Linked DNA regions of Cyprinus carpio: region 1 is linked to region 2. A link is a contact called in public Hi-C data. All regions are on one chromosome and are shown on one strand. The core of a region is the stretch at or near the end of the contact, and the rest is flanking DNA. Distances in the headings are between cores, read along the strand shown. Region 1 holds the start of siae (sialate O-acetylesterase). Region 2 holds the start of bckdha (2-oxoisovalerate dehydrogenase subunit alpha, mitochondrial).

Region 1 (5,992 bases), core at 2,462-4,961, 230 kb after region 2:
TGAAATTTACATAAGTTACATAATATTATCAAATTATATCAAATAGATTATTAGTATCAAGTTTTAAGTAAATGTAAACGATAAGCTATTGATGTTTTATTGTCCTCTTTATAGATAGCTAGATAGATAGATAGATGCAATAATACATACATATTACTAAGATAATACAAAACAAAAAGGAAATAATACATTGTTTTAAAAACATACATTTAAAAGGAAGAACCAGTGCTGAGGGTGCTTCTTTTACAACAAACAAGACCACTGGACCTTGAATAAATGTTTCTCTCTTAAGCTAAGCTAGTGTGCAAAACATCTACAATAATTGAAGTCCTAAGCACAGCATTTTCGTTTAATATAAAAGCAACTGCCTTTGCAGTGTGCTTCAACTTCCTCTAATGACCTAATTATCCAGTAATGGCTTCATTGACCATTTAAAACCCCTGTTTCTTCATCCTTTCCCGCTGGGTTTTTAACTAGCTGATTGATCAAAATATTTTCTGCTCTCTCTCTCTCTGATTAGTCGTATGCAAAGCTTTTATCTTGAATACCATCCCATCAGCTGTAATGATGTTGCAAAGTCAGGCAGTCAATTAGCCTCTTCCAGGATGCAATTAGACTGATGGGATGCCATGTTTACTGAAATGTATGCTAAGATGATGAAGTGGGCCACTGCTGTCTGCATCTATTGACACAGCCTGATTGGTGATATTTTTAGTGATGGATCGGCATGCACATTACAATGCTGAAAATGCCAATTACACGAGACCAAAGTAAATACGAATTAAATAAATTTTTGTATGTTCTCTTGCATTAATGCATATGGGGGGGGAGGGTAAATAACAATAACAAAAATAATTCAAAATTCATGTCAAGTAAGTACACTACCAGTCAAAAGTTTTTGGACAGTAAGATTTTTAAAAACATTAAAGCCTGCAGTTATTTGATCCAAAATACAACAAAAGCAGTAATATTGTGAAACATATTTACTATTTAAAATAACTGCTTTCTATTTTAAATATAGTTTCAAATGTAATTAATTAATGTGTTCAAAGCTAAATTTTCAGCATCATTACTCCAGTCTTCAGTCACATGATCCTTCAGAAATCATTCTAATATGCTGATTTGCTGTTCAAGAAACATTTTTATTATTGTTATTATCAATATTCAAAACAGTTGGGTAAATTTTTTTTTCAGGATCCAAAGTTTTGAGTTTTTTTTTATTTAAATGCTTTTGTAAGATTTTATATTTTTCAGAAGCTTGGAGTCAGTGTATGTATATATATATATATATATATATATATATATATATATATATATATATATATATATATATATATATATATATATATATATATATATTAGTGCTGTGACTGCTGTCAAACAATTAACACACATATTATGTAAACATTATGTAAACAAAAACTTTTCTTTGGATGTGATTAATCACAATTAATCGCTTGACAGCACTGACATTTTTGTTTGGGGGGTGTTAATAGAAATTAATACTTTTATTTAGCAAAGATGCTTTAAATTGATCGAAATCAAAGGTGATGATAAAGACATGTATAATGTGACAAAAGATTTCTATTTCAGATAAGCTCTATTCTTCTGAATTTCTATTCATCAAAGAAACCTGAAAAAAATCTACTAAGCTGTTTTCAACAAAATAATAATAATAAAAGTTTTTGATATAAAGTGACGTGACATAAAGCCAAGTATGGTGACCCATACTCAGAATTTGTGCTCTGCATTTAACCCATCCAAAGTGCACACACACACCGTGAACACACACCTGGAGCAGTGGGCAGCCATTTATGCTGCGGTTGAGGGTTCGGTGCCTTGCTCAAGGGCACCTCAGTCGTGGTATTGCCGGCCCGAGACTCGAACCCACAACCTTAGGGTTAGAAGTCAAACTCTCTAACCCAGGGATCTCCAACCCTGCTCCTGGAGAGCTACCATCCTGCAGACTTCAGTTCCAACCCTGCTCCAACACACCTTTCTGTAATTATAAGTAGCCCTGAACACCAAGATTAGCTGCTTCAGGTGTGTTTGATTGGGGTTGGAGCTGAAATCTGCAGGACAGGAGCTCTCCAGGAGCAGGGTTGGAGACCCCTGCTCTAACCACTAGGCCATGACTTCTCCATAATAAAAAGTAATAATGCAAAAAACTCAGCTTTGAAAACACAGGAATAAATTACATTTTTAAATATATTCAAATAGAAAACAGTTATTTTAAATATTAAAAATATAGGCCTACATATATTTTAAAAAGTACTGTTTTTGCAGTACTTTGGATCAAATAAATGGAGGCTTGGTGAACAGAAGAGACTTCTTTAAAAAACATTACAAATCTTACTGCCCAAAAACTTTTGACTGGTAGTGTAAGTATTTAAAGGGGACAGCTGAGAAATCCAAATTTGTAAGCCCTTAGAATATGTTGTGGAGCGTTTAGATCCTCTCCTGAGACAGCGTTGCAGGTAGAAATGGGTGAAACACCACTAGACATTCGTGAAATTCAACTTAAAATGGTATATTGGACTGGTATTAAAGGTCATTTTACAAATCATCCAGTAAAGAAAATATTGGAGAACTGCTGGTGAGCAGACATATTTGAATAGCTTTGGCTGGACAGTAGGCGAGCAGGCTCAACAAATAGGTATCAGTAATATCGATATTAGTCCCATGGTGGCTCTGCCAGTATATCCACCTTGGCTTTTCTCTATGCCAACAGTTGATTTGCAAATATTGAATTTAATGAATGAAAACCAGAAATATGTTCCAAAAGAGACAATAGTGCAGCAGCATTTAGATAGTTATTACTTTCAGTATTTACAAATTTGCTGCCATGTATATTCCTCACTTTAAATATAAATCTATGCAACAGAGATGATTGCTATTCAGATAGCTTTACAGTGGGTGGAAGAAATCCAACCAACAACAGTGGTAATCTGTTCAGATTCATATTCTGCACTCACAAGTATACTTAGTGGAAAATCGGAATCCAGACAAGATATCTTATTAGAAGTGCTGCAAAGTTTGTACCGAATACGGCAACTGAGAATTATAGTCGAGTTTTTGTGGGTGCCTGCTCATGTTGGAGTGGAAGGAAATGAGGAGGTAGACAAGATAGTGAAACAGGCTCTTAAGCACACAGAGATTGACATTCATGTACCCTTTAGTAAAACAGAAATTAAATGTTTAATAAAAATAGCTGTCAGAAAGATATGGCAAGAGAGATGGGTTAAAGGTAATAAAGGGCGACATTTGTATAATATATATAAACAAGTAGGACATGTCAGAAATGCTTATGGTAACAGAAGGGATGATACAGTTATATCTCGATCGAGAATTGGACACTCTGCTCTTAATAAATCACTCCAGATGATAGGAAGACATGAAACTGGTCAGTGTAATCATTGTGGACTTCCAGAAACGGTAGAACATGTGTTGATTAACTGTAGGGCATATGAAAGGGAAAGAATACAGCTAAAAGAGGAATTAAAAACTGCTGGCATTAATTCTATGACATTACATAATATGTTAAACAGTTGTCATAAAGGTTATAAAGCTCTTATTAATTATTTGAAAAGAATAAAGGTATATAATAAAATATAGGTAGAGGAAAAAAAAATATTTTTTATTTTTTATTTATTTTTATTTTTTTGGAATTAGCGTTTCCATTGATATCATCGCCTCACACTCCATCCGAGTAGGTGGCGGAATATGCACCAAAAGCTGGTTTGCCGACCGGCATAAAACATCAAAAGAAGAAGAAGAAGAATCCAAATTTGTAACAATATTGGTTACACTCTTCTCCGAAAGTACAAGATGTCACGCTACATCCTAAGATACAAAAGCTTAAAGGTATACATCTTTGTATTATTTATATATTAGTACCTTTTGAAACGATACCGCCCCAGTGACAGTTTTGTAGGCTACCTTTTTTTTCTAAGGGTGTACATTTCTCAAGTTAATTTCACTGACAATATAAATGACCGGTTTGACAACTAAACGCTGCCTGCATTGCCTGCTTTCACTAAATGCACTTCCTTCTTTTCAATCACTTGCAGAGATGCTGAAGACGGTTACTTTCTCGCTACTTTTGAGCGCATTTGCCAGTGTTTTATCGGCAGGTAAGTCAGTACTTTTTGATATACAGTGATTTACATAAATAAATATCGTTCTTAACGTTTCCTACAATGTGCTTTCCAACGAGGTTTTGATAAGCGAATGGTCTTATTGAGGTCGAAAGCATTAAGGAAATAGTTAAGAATAAACGTGTCGTGCAAATTTACAATCATGTGAAATTCAGACTGGCTGAAGCGCAATGCGGTGAGACAGCATCGATGTAAGGTTAGTTGTGGTTGTTGTTCTTTTAAGCGAATGAATGAGCTACGAACCGATGCATGAGCTGATTATAAGCATTTGGAATGATCCAGTGATTTGACTGAGAGCAGAATATAACTTACATCAGAGAAGAAAAGCCAAAAAACAAATTGTCTTGGTTTTATAAGTGTCAGCAAAACGCGTAATATGCGCATACATAGGACTACTGGAATGTTTTTTTACAGCGTGTCACGCGGGGTTGTTATGGATCACGTGTTGACGTATAAGCGTCATGACGTAAAGACCCGACCATTTCTGGAGCAACACGATAGAAATATTTAAGAAAATATTTTGTTTACTCATGTCAACAAAAATTCAGTCAACTATTTTACTAACCAACCACGCCCTGAAAAAAAAAAAAAAAAAAAAAAAAAAAAAAAAAACGGGTTATCAAACCTTTGTGACCATGTGATGTCATTTTCTTCTGTGGTATTTTGAACACACTACAGTAAATGTCCTCTTCATTTTTCGGTATTTGATCTTAAGTGACCTATTGTCAAGGATTATTATTAGTTGCCCACAATAAACTATGTTGGGTTCATTGTTATGGTTTACAATAATTTTATAATTCAAAATAATTTTGTGCTGTATTTAAATCAAATAAATTCAATTAAATAAATTCAAAATTTTATAAATGTAACAGCTCGCTATGATTCAATGTAGATTTTCTTTCTGCTCATTGCTCACTATATATAGATATATGATATTCTCTAGATTATAGATTAATGTTTCCACAATGTTTCAAGTTCAACACATGCCCCTTCCATCACAACACGACTTCATCTAGAGTTCATCTAGAGTTCCGTGATTGTCAGGCATGTGCTTTGAACTCGTAATTACTATATTTCTGACTCCACCTGAAAGACGTAAGTCTGCTTGGCTACATCCTAAAGGTTTCCGCTCTGTGGGCATGGCATTAGAGTACAATTAAAAGTGTGGGAAACAGGGAACACCTGGATTCACTACAAAACAATCGTATAAGCTTAATAAATCGTATAAGCTTAATTAAAGCTTAATCCCATTTCCTTGTATTCCCAGCAGAAGTGTTTCGGTTCTCTTCTTATTATGGGAATCACATGGTTCTGCAGAAGGCCCCAGCCAAAGCAGTCGTGTGGGGATTTGGACAGACAGGTGCCAAGGTTGTGGTGTCATTGTCAGGATCTAACAATGTCTCTACTACTGTTATCAATGGTAAGTATCAGTTAAACAAATGAAATTTTCCAGTGAAGTCTGCTTGAAAGGAAGAGTTCACCCACCAATGTATATTCTGTTATTTACTCAGACTCTCGTCAATTCAAACCTTCTATGACTTAGGTTCTCCTGTGAAAAAGTGATCATTTAATTCATATCCATTTGAAAGAATTCAATACAATAACAGTGCATTCTGACTTTAATGTCTCACAGGTATTTGGCGCACAACTCTCGAACCTGTGGAGGTCGGTGATCCCTACAACTTGACTGCATCTCAGAGTATAACTAACAGCTCAATCACACTCACAGATGTGCTATTTGGAGACACCTGGTTATGTAGCGGACAAAGTAACATGGCATTCACTGTTGGCCAAGTAAGTGAATATCTCTTAACTCAAAGTCTTTGATATGCTTA
Region 2 (6,825 bases), core at 3,480-5,979:
AGCCACCTGCATTCATCTACAATTAATGGCGCTACCTTTTTTAAGCAGTATATTTGTTTACAAACTTACTTTGCAAATGTTCTGTTCATTAATTTGACTGGTGAACTTTAACAATCCATACAACAGATATGGAATCAGTATACAAATGCACCCAGGATTCACTGTTTCGGGTCAGTTTTTTGAAAGAAATTAATATTTTTATTCAACAAGGAGATGTTAAATTGATCAAAAGCACCAGTAAAGACATTTCAAGTAAATGTTGTTCTTTCTATATATATATATAGGATGAGAGTCTTTCAAAAACATTAAAACATCTTACCGACCCCAAACATTTGAATGCTACTGTCCATTACAGATAAAGTCTATATTCAGACGTCAAGTGCACAGTACTACAATCAGAAAACCACATGTGATGTAAAGGTTGAAATGTGCCCTGTTCCAAAAGATTAAACCACAAAACAGCAGTCAGCATAAACTTCCTTGGCAGGTGCCCTTCTCGCTCCCCGCAGTTAGAAATTGGGTCACATCATGGTAGGCAATTATGTATTACTTCTACAACAAGCTGCCCCACGGAGCAGAGGAGAGGAGCGATAGCACAGCCCCTCCGGTGAGCTATCATTGCCTGTGTGGGATCACAGAAGAGCAGCACAGTCCTCCAGTGCGCAGGTTAAAGTGATGAGGTCGGGTCTCAGTACAGGAATACAGACCCTTGAAATCCTCGCCTGTCATTTTATTCCTCCTCTACATTAATCTTGTGCAAATGTGTACATTTAGCAGGTAACTGTTATGAACAAATAAATGCACTTGATTGAACATTTAATTTGGTTTTGCCTTTATAATACTTGCACTTGCATTGATATTGTGGAAAGTGTCTATGGGTTTTAATGATACTCATTACAATACACATCTCTAGAGGAACTAAATGGAAGATTAAACACAACTGCGGTGAACAGCAATTAATAAGAATGCATATTAATATACTATGGAATTTTCTCACTGACCCAGCTCACACAGTCTAATGGAAATCTCGATCACTTTTTCATTTTGAAAGCTACGGTTCCCAAGGCAGTGGTCTAAAATTGCTATTTTAACTTCAAAAGTGCTTTGGGTTACACAAAAAGCAGCATTATGGTCCATTTGATTTAATATGACTCTATTGAGGTGTTTTTTTTTTTTTTTAACATCCAGCTATTTATTAGCCATTTAAGAACGGAAACCATAACACATGGGTAGCAAATTGGCATACATCTCATTTTATTAATTAGCACAGCATAAAAACACTTGTTTTGTGATTTTTGAGTATTATGCGAGTATGCAAAATGCAAATTAATATGGCATAAGCTACTAAATTAAATCTTGAAGTGATAAAAATTCCATCTTGGGAGTAATAGAATTGCTCTGTAAAACTTATGTGTATATACAACAATATGTGTGTGTATATATATATATATATATATATATATATATATATATATATATATATATATATATATATATTACACACACACACACACACACACACACACAGTGAGGAAATGATGATGCAAACTCAAAGTAAAAATCCCAACAAGCATGTTTTATTTTATCTTAGAATATCGCCGTTTGACAGATTCCCTATAAAACTGGAAAATTTGTTCAGAAGCCTTTTGACTGATTGCGATGCACTGCTGCAGCTGTGTAGGAAGAAAACACATTTATGTCATTGCCTTGTAGAAAATTCAAGCAGCTTATGAAACACACACATGTTCCCTTTGTATCATAGCCACAAACAGAGCAATGAATCACAGTCAAGAATGAAATGTGCATCCGATCTCACCTCCTGGACTGAAAAAGAGCCTGTGGTTGATGACATCAAAACAGTGCGCTCAACGCTATCAACAGCAAATGTTAACAATGCTCGACTTTCCTGGAAGGAAAACATAAAAGACACAGATTAAGAGCTTAACCTGTACGCTATGGTTCATGCCAGCCATGGGCAACAGGAAGTGCGGTGTGTACCTTTTCCTGCAGAGCTGTAGGATCAGTGATTATCTGGCCCTCTTTGCTAATTGCACAGGTCACACTACAAAAAAGGTGGCTCATGGGCAGCCCGGCATCCATTAGAGCCATACAGGCGGCATTCAGGCAGCATGACAGCAGCTGACAGTTAGATAAGGACCCAAACCATAGGGGAACACAGTGAGAATGCAAGAAAATGGGACAGAAAAAAAACAATCAACAGTAATGTGGAAATTTGTGGCCAATGTTTTTTTTTTTAAATGAAAAAGGTTACTTAAGCTCACCAAGGTTGCATTTATTTAACCAAGAATACAGTAAATGCAGTAATTTTGTAAACATATTACCATATCAATTAATTATTTTCTATTTTAATACATTTTAAAATGTAATTTATTCCTGTGATGGTAAAGCTGAATTTTCAGTAGCCATTAATTCAGTGTCATTTGATCCTTCAGAAATCATTGTAATATGCTGATTTGCTGCTCAATAAACATTTCTTATTATTGCCAATGTTGAAAACAGTTGTGTAGTTTAATATTTGCGTGAAAAGTGGGATACATTTTAAAGATTCTTGAATAGACTTTTAAAAAGAATAGCATTTATTTATAATAAAGTCTTTACTGTCAATTTAATACATCCTCGATGACAAAAAGCATTAATCTCTTTTTTTTTAATACCTTGCAGAACCCAAAACTAACTTTGAACAATTTAAATGTTGTAATTGTTCAGATTAATATGCTCATCACAAAGATTGAGCCTTCTCTTCAACATTGAGTAACTAAAAGTGGTCAAATAATATTACCAGATGTACATATTCCCTTTTCTTAATTTAAGACACATTAGAAACGGTTTTGCTGGTGTGGAGGATACGGAGCCATCATCGTGGATGACCTGCAGGACGACTGTGACAGAGGAGCGAGGATGAAGCGTCAACAGAAGCGCGGCCTCGCACGTCTCACGCACGCACTGCTCTCTCGCGCGCTCACGGACTCCTAACGAAACAACAACATGAAGAGAGTTTGAGTCTGTACCAGACTGACATCTACTGGTGAGAACGGGCAGTGCAGGCCGAGACGAAGAACACTGATAGATGGTGTCTGTTGACAAGAGGAGTGTATGAATAATGTAATTACCGAAATGAAAAGTTATTATTAAACACCTGACAAGAGTTTTAGTCATGCAATTATTATCTTCACGATTTAATTTTTAAAAGCTGTTTCAAAAATGTTTCTAGGTAAAAGCCTCACACATAATGTGTGTTCTATAAGAAAATAAAATAAAAACATACACACGATACATACAACTGAGAGAAATACTAACTAAACGACAATTGAGTAGCATGCTTTCCTTTAATGTAGTTTTAAGATTTTTTCCAAGGCCCTTTGAAGGGTCAGTTCCTAAAATATTATTATTATTATTATTATACTTATATACATTATACTTATTATAGTATAATATACATAATATAAACAGGTAATAATTTTTTTTTTGTTAATTATATAAAATATTTATATAGAAACAAAGAATTCGGTGTGTGTGTGTGTGTGTGTGTGTGTGTGTGTGTAGAATGTGTGTATTAAAATTGTTTACTTTTAATGTCAATATATGGGTGAAGTAATGTTCCATCAACATTCAGCATAACAGATGTATATGTAAAAAACTTATTTTGACTTATACATATTAAAAATATATAAAGGGAAAAGTGATCATACAAAATCATTATATTTTAAATGATTACAAACTTCTTGCTGACAAATGAGTAAAACCTAGTAGTTTGAAGCATAGGGGCAAAGATTTGTAAAGACATAATTTTATAGCTAATTAGTTTTTGGAGGCTATTAATGTCATCTAACGATTCAAAGGTGTTTAGTATGAACCATTGTTACACTGAATGACTGTAGGTGTCTCCTGTAAATCATGGTAAAAATGTATGATCATCATTAAATATAAATAATACATTTTAATACAATTAAACATGACATATTTATTTTTATTTTTTTAACTGTATTAAACTTTTATAGTTTTAATGATTAAAAAACATTTTCGCCTTTGACCCATATCATTAATTATGAATATACGCAGAATAGGCTGCATATGAATTCATTTAAAAAACATACCTGGAAGCCCCATTTTTGGCTGGATAAGTACCTCTACAGTAGCTCGATCATAGATTTCCTTGCTGACTTTCACTTCAGCTGGTCCATAAACTCCTGCCAGGATACTAGTATCACCTGAAGATACACGAACAAATTCAGAACAATACAGGTTTGAATAAATAAAACCGATCCCTGGACTAACGCTTGACAGGCAACTAGTCGCTCTGAACAAAAGAAACAAATCAGTTACAAGCTAATACACATACCTTGAACAAATGTGGAAGAGCCGTCAGGTTTGGATAACAAACACTGCTCACTTCCATATTCTCTTAAATTTGAACAACTTTGATGTAACTCCATCATGGTCCTCATGCACACTCCTCTCGTCGCGCTCATATCTGCGTCATTGTTTTGAGCGCACCATTATGATGACATGGGATACTTTCGCCTTCTAGTGGTAAACTATCGCAATGACCACGTTGCCAGAAACCCTTGACCGGTTTAATTAAAATGTATCTGCTACTAAATTATAGTTATATAGGTGAATTCATGTTTAATAAATTTAATATGCAGTTACAATTATACATTTACCAGATACAAACGTAAAAAATGGGATGAATGTTTGTGTTGGTTGTGTTGTATGCTATTGTCCAGTGGGGGCGCACTGCGTGGCTGTCATTAGAAGCAAGAACAAACAGACGCAAAGACACTCACTTGACGTAAAGATGGCGGCTGCTAGAGGTTTAACGAAATTATACCGGATTGGGCTTCACTCGATTCGTCAAAATACTACGCTAAAAGCAACAACGTTTCTCCAGCAAAGAGCATTCCGCCTAAATGTAAGTTTTAGCTGTATGACATTCGCAGGTTCTCCGCGAACGGACTTTTGTCATTAGCAAAAGTTGCTAATCAGATGTATGAGCTGTGCAGCTGCGCGAACCTCAAAACATTGGTGTAAGGTTCATTTGGATTGTATTAAATTTATACCAATAGTAAATCACCTTAATAAAAATCACGATGTTAGTCCTAAAATAATGTTAAGTCCTTGAGTAGGCATTCCTCATCTGACCTAGAAAGCGTACACAATTGCGTTCGATCTGTCTGATTATGTGATCTAACCGTCTAGTAATTGTTTTAATCTAATAACTCATGGTCAGATCTCTGTGTATTGTTGTGGGTAATGGACTGTTCAACCTTCACAAGGCTGTTGGTTTACACTGAGAGCCGATTGGCTGGTTCTGGGGGGAGTGTGGAGGAAAACACATTGCTAATCCCTGCAGTCTTGTGTCATTGAAATAACATATTCACTTTTATCCTCCCAGCATTAGATGATTTTGATTTGAATATGTGCATTAAGTATGAGCGAGTGTATTCTCTGTGATCCTAAATCTACCTGCTGATATAAAGATGTGCATCCATACGCAAACATGCACTTAAAATATGTTGACATTTATAGTTTTATATATTAATTTACAGTTGTTTGAACACTACTGAGCTAGTCTTTGTTTTCAAGAAAAAAGGCACATGCATTTTCTTATATGCACGCTTTACAGTTTTTCTTAATATTTAATCTTACATTGTATTAAGCCTATTTATTTAAGTGCCACTTTTTAAAGGATCTATATTTTCTCTCCTTACCTTTTGTTTATATTTCTGCATCAAAATCACAAGATGACCCGTATTACCTTTAAACCAAAACAAAGGCAAAATAAAAGATCTTACCATTAGATAGTAAAACTTGCTGGTCAGGAATTGGCTATTAAAAGTCTAGTGTAAAGTCTCTCTCTCTCTCTCTCTCTCTCTCTCTCTCTCTCTCTCTCTCTCTCTCTCTCTCTCTGTGTGTGTGTAACAGTGTTTTTTTACTAATACAGTTATTTATAAAATTATTTATTTTATATTCTTAGTTAAAGTTTTAATAATTTTATTGCTTTGTCATTTTTAATATTATTATTTAAAAAATTCTATATAGTTTTTAATTAACATTCTTTTCATTTTTAGTTATTTTAGTACATCGTTAAAATTTTAAAAAGTTGCCTCGTCAGCTAGCTGAAATAAAATAAGTTGAAGTTTATTTTCTAATGTTTTATTTCATTATATTATATTATTTTCAAGAAACGATTTTTTTTTTTTTTTTTATGGTTTTAGTTTTAGTTGACTATAACCCTGGTTTATGAGGGAATCATTGAGCAGTTTTTTGTCTGATTGTTAAAGTACATGATCAGATCTCATTATTCATGATCTCATGAACTGCTTCTCTGATGTTTGTGTATTTCACTCCCTGATCCTCTGTCTCTGTCTTCAGGGAGCTCTTCGCCAGCAGCCGTTTGATTCTTCAGCGGAGAAGCCGCAGTTTCCCGGGGCCTCGGCGGAGTTTATTGATCATCTGGAATTTATCCAGCCCAATGTGATCTCAGGAATCCCTGTGTATCGGGTGATGGACAGACAGGGCCAGATCATCAATCCGTCTGAGGATCCTAAGGTGTGGAGTCTTGTATTTGCACCATACGGCAAAGATAATGTGTGGAAATAAGCTGGTAGCAGATTACTAAATAGCATCCACAATTTTTGCACTTACACAGCATTACTTGTTTGTTTCAGCTTCCAAAAGAGATGGTTTTGAATTTCTATCAGAAGATGACATTACTCAACACAATGGATCGGATTCTTTATGAGTCTCAGAGGCAGGTGAGAGGTGCAGTGGATATCAGTGTGATGTTTATTCCAATATAAA

The links. A called contact is a pair of places that touch in the nucleus more often than the background predicts.
Region 1: a contact with region 2 is called in a Hi-C map of liver, with 3 times the contacts expected there. The contact joins the promoter of siae here to the promoter of bckdha in region 2. A contact is called at or near these places in 4 of 8 Hi-C or Micro-C datasets (liver and skeletal muscle).

The regions. Positions count from the first base shown.
Region 1 is chrB18:12,801,772-12,807,763 of ASM1834038v1, forward strand. siae (sialate O-acetylesterase) reads left to right here and starts at 3,712. Exons shown (of 9, transcript XM_042743886.1): 1 at 3,712-3,864; 2 at 4,071-4,133; 3 at 5,425-5,577; 4 at 5,791-5,951. The coding sequence starts at 4,073.
Region 2 is chrB18:12,567,253-12,574,077 of ASM1834038v1, forward strand. bckdha (2-oxoisovalerate dehydrogenase subunit alpha, mitochondrial) reads left to right here and starts at 4,730. Exons shown (of 8, transcript XM_042743879.1): 1 at 4,730-4,933; 2 at 6,397-6,573; 3 at 6,693-6,778. The coding sequence starts at 4,820. It overlaps exosc5 (exosome complex component RRP46), which reads right to left and starts at 4,520. Exons shown (of 6, transcript XM_042743880.1): 1 at 4,361-4,520; 2 at 4,116-4,229; 3 at 2,869-2,990; 4 at 1,999-2,139; 5 at 1,817-1,906; 6 at 1,556-1,673. The coding sequence starts at 4,490. The coding sequence ends at 1,578.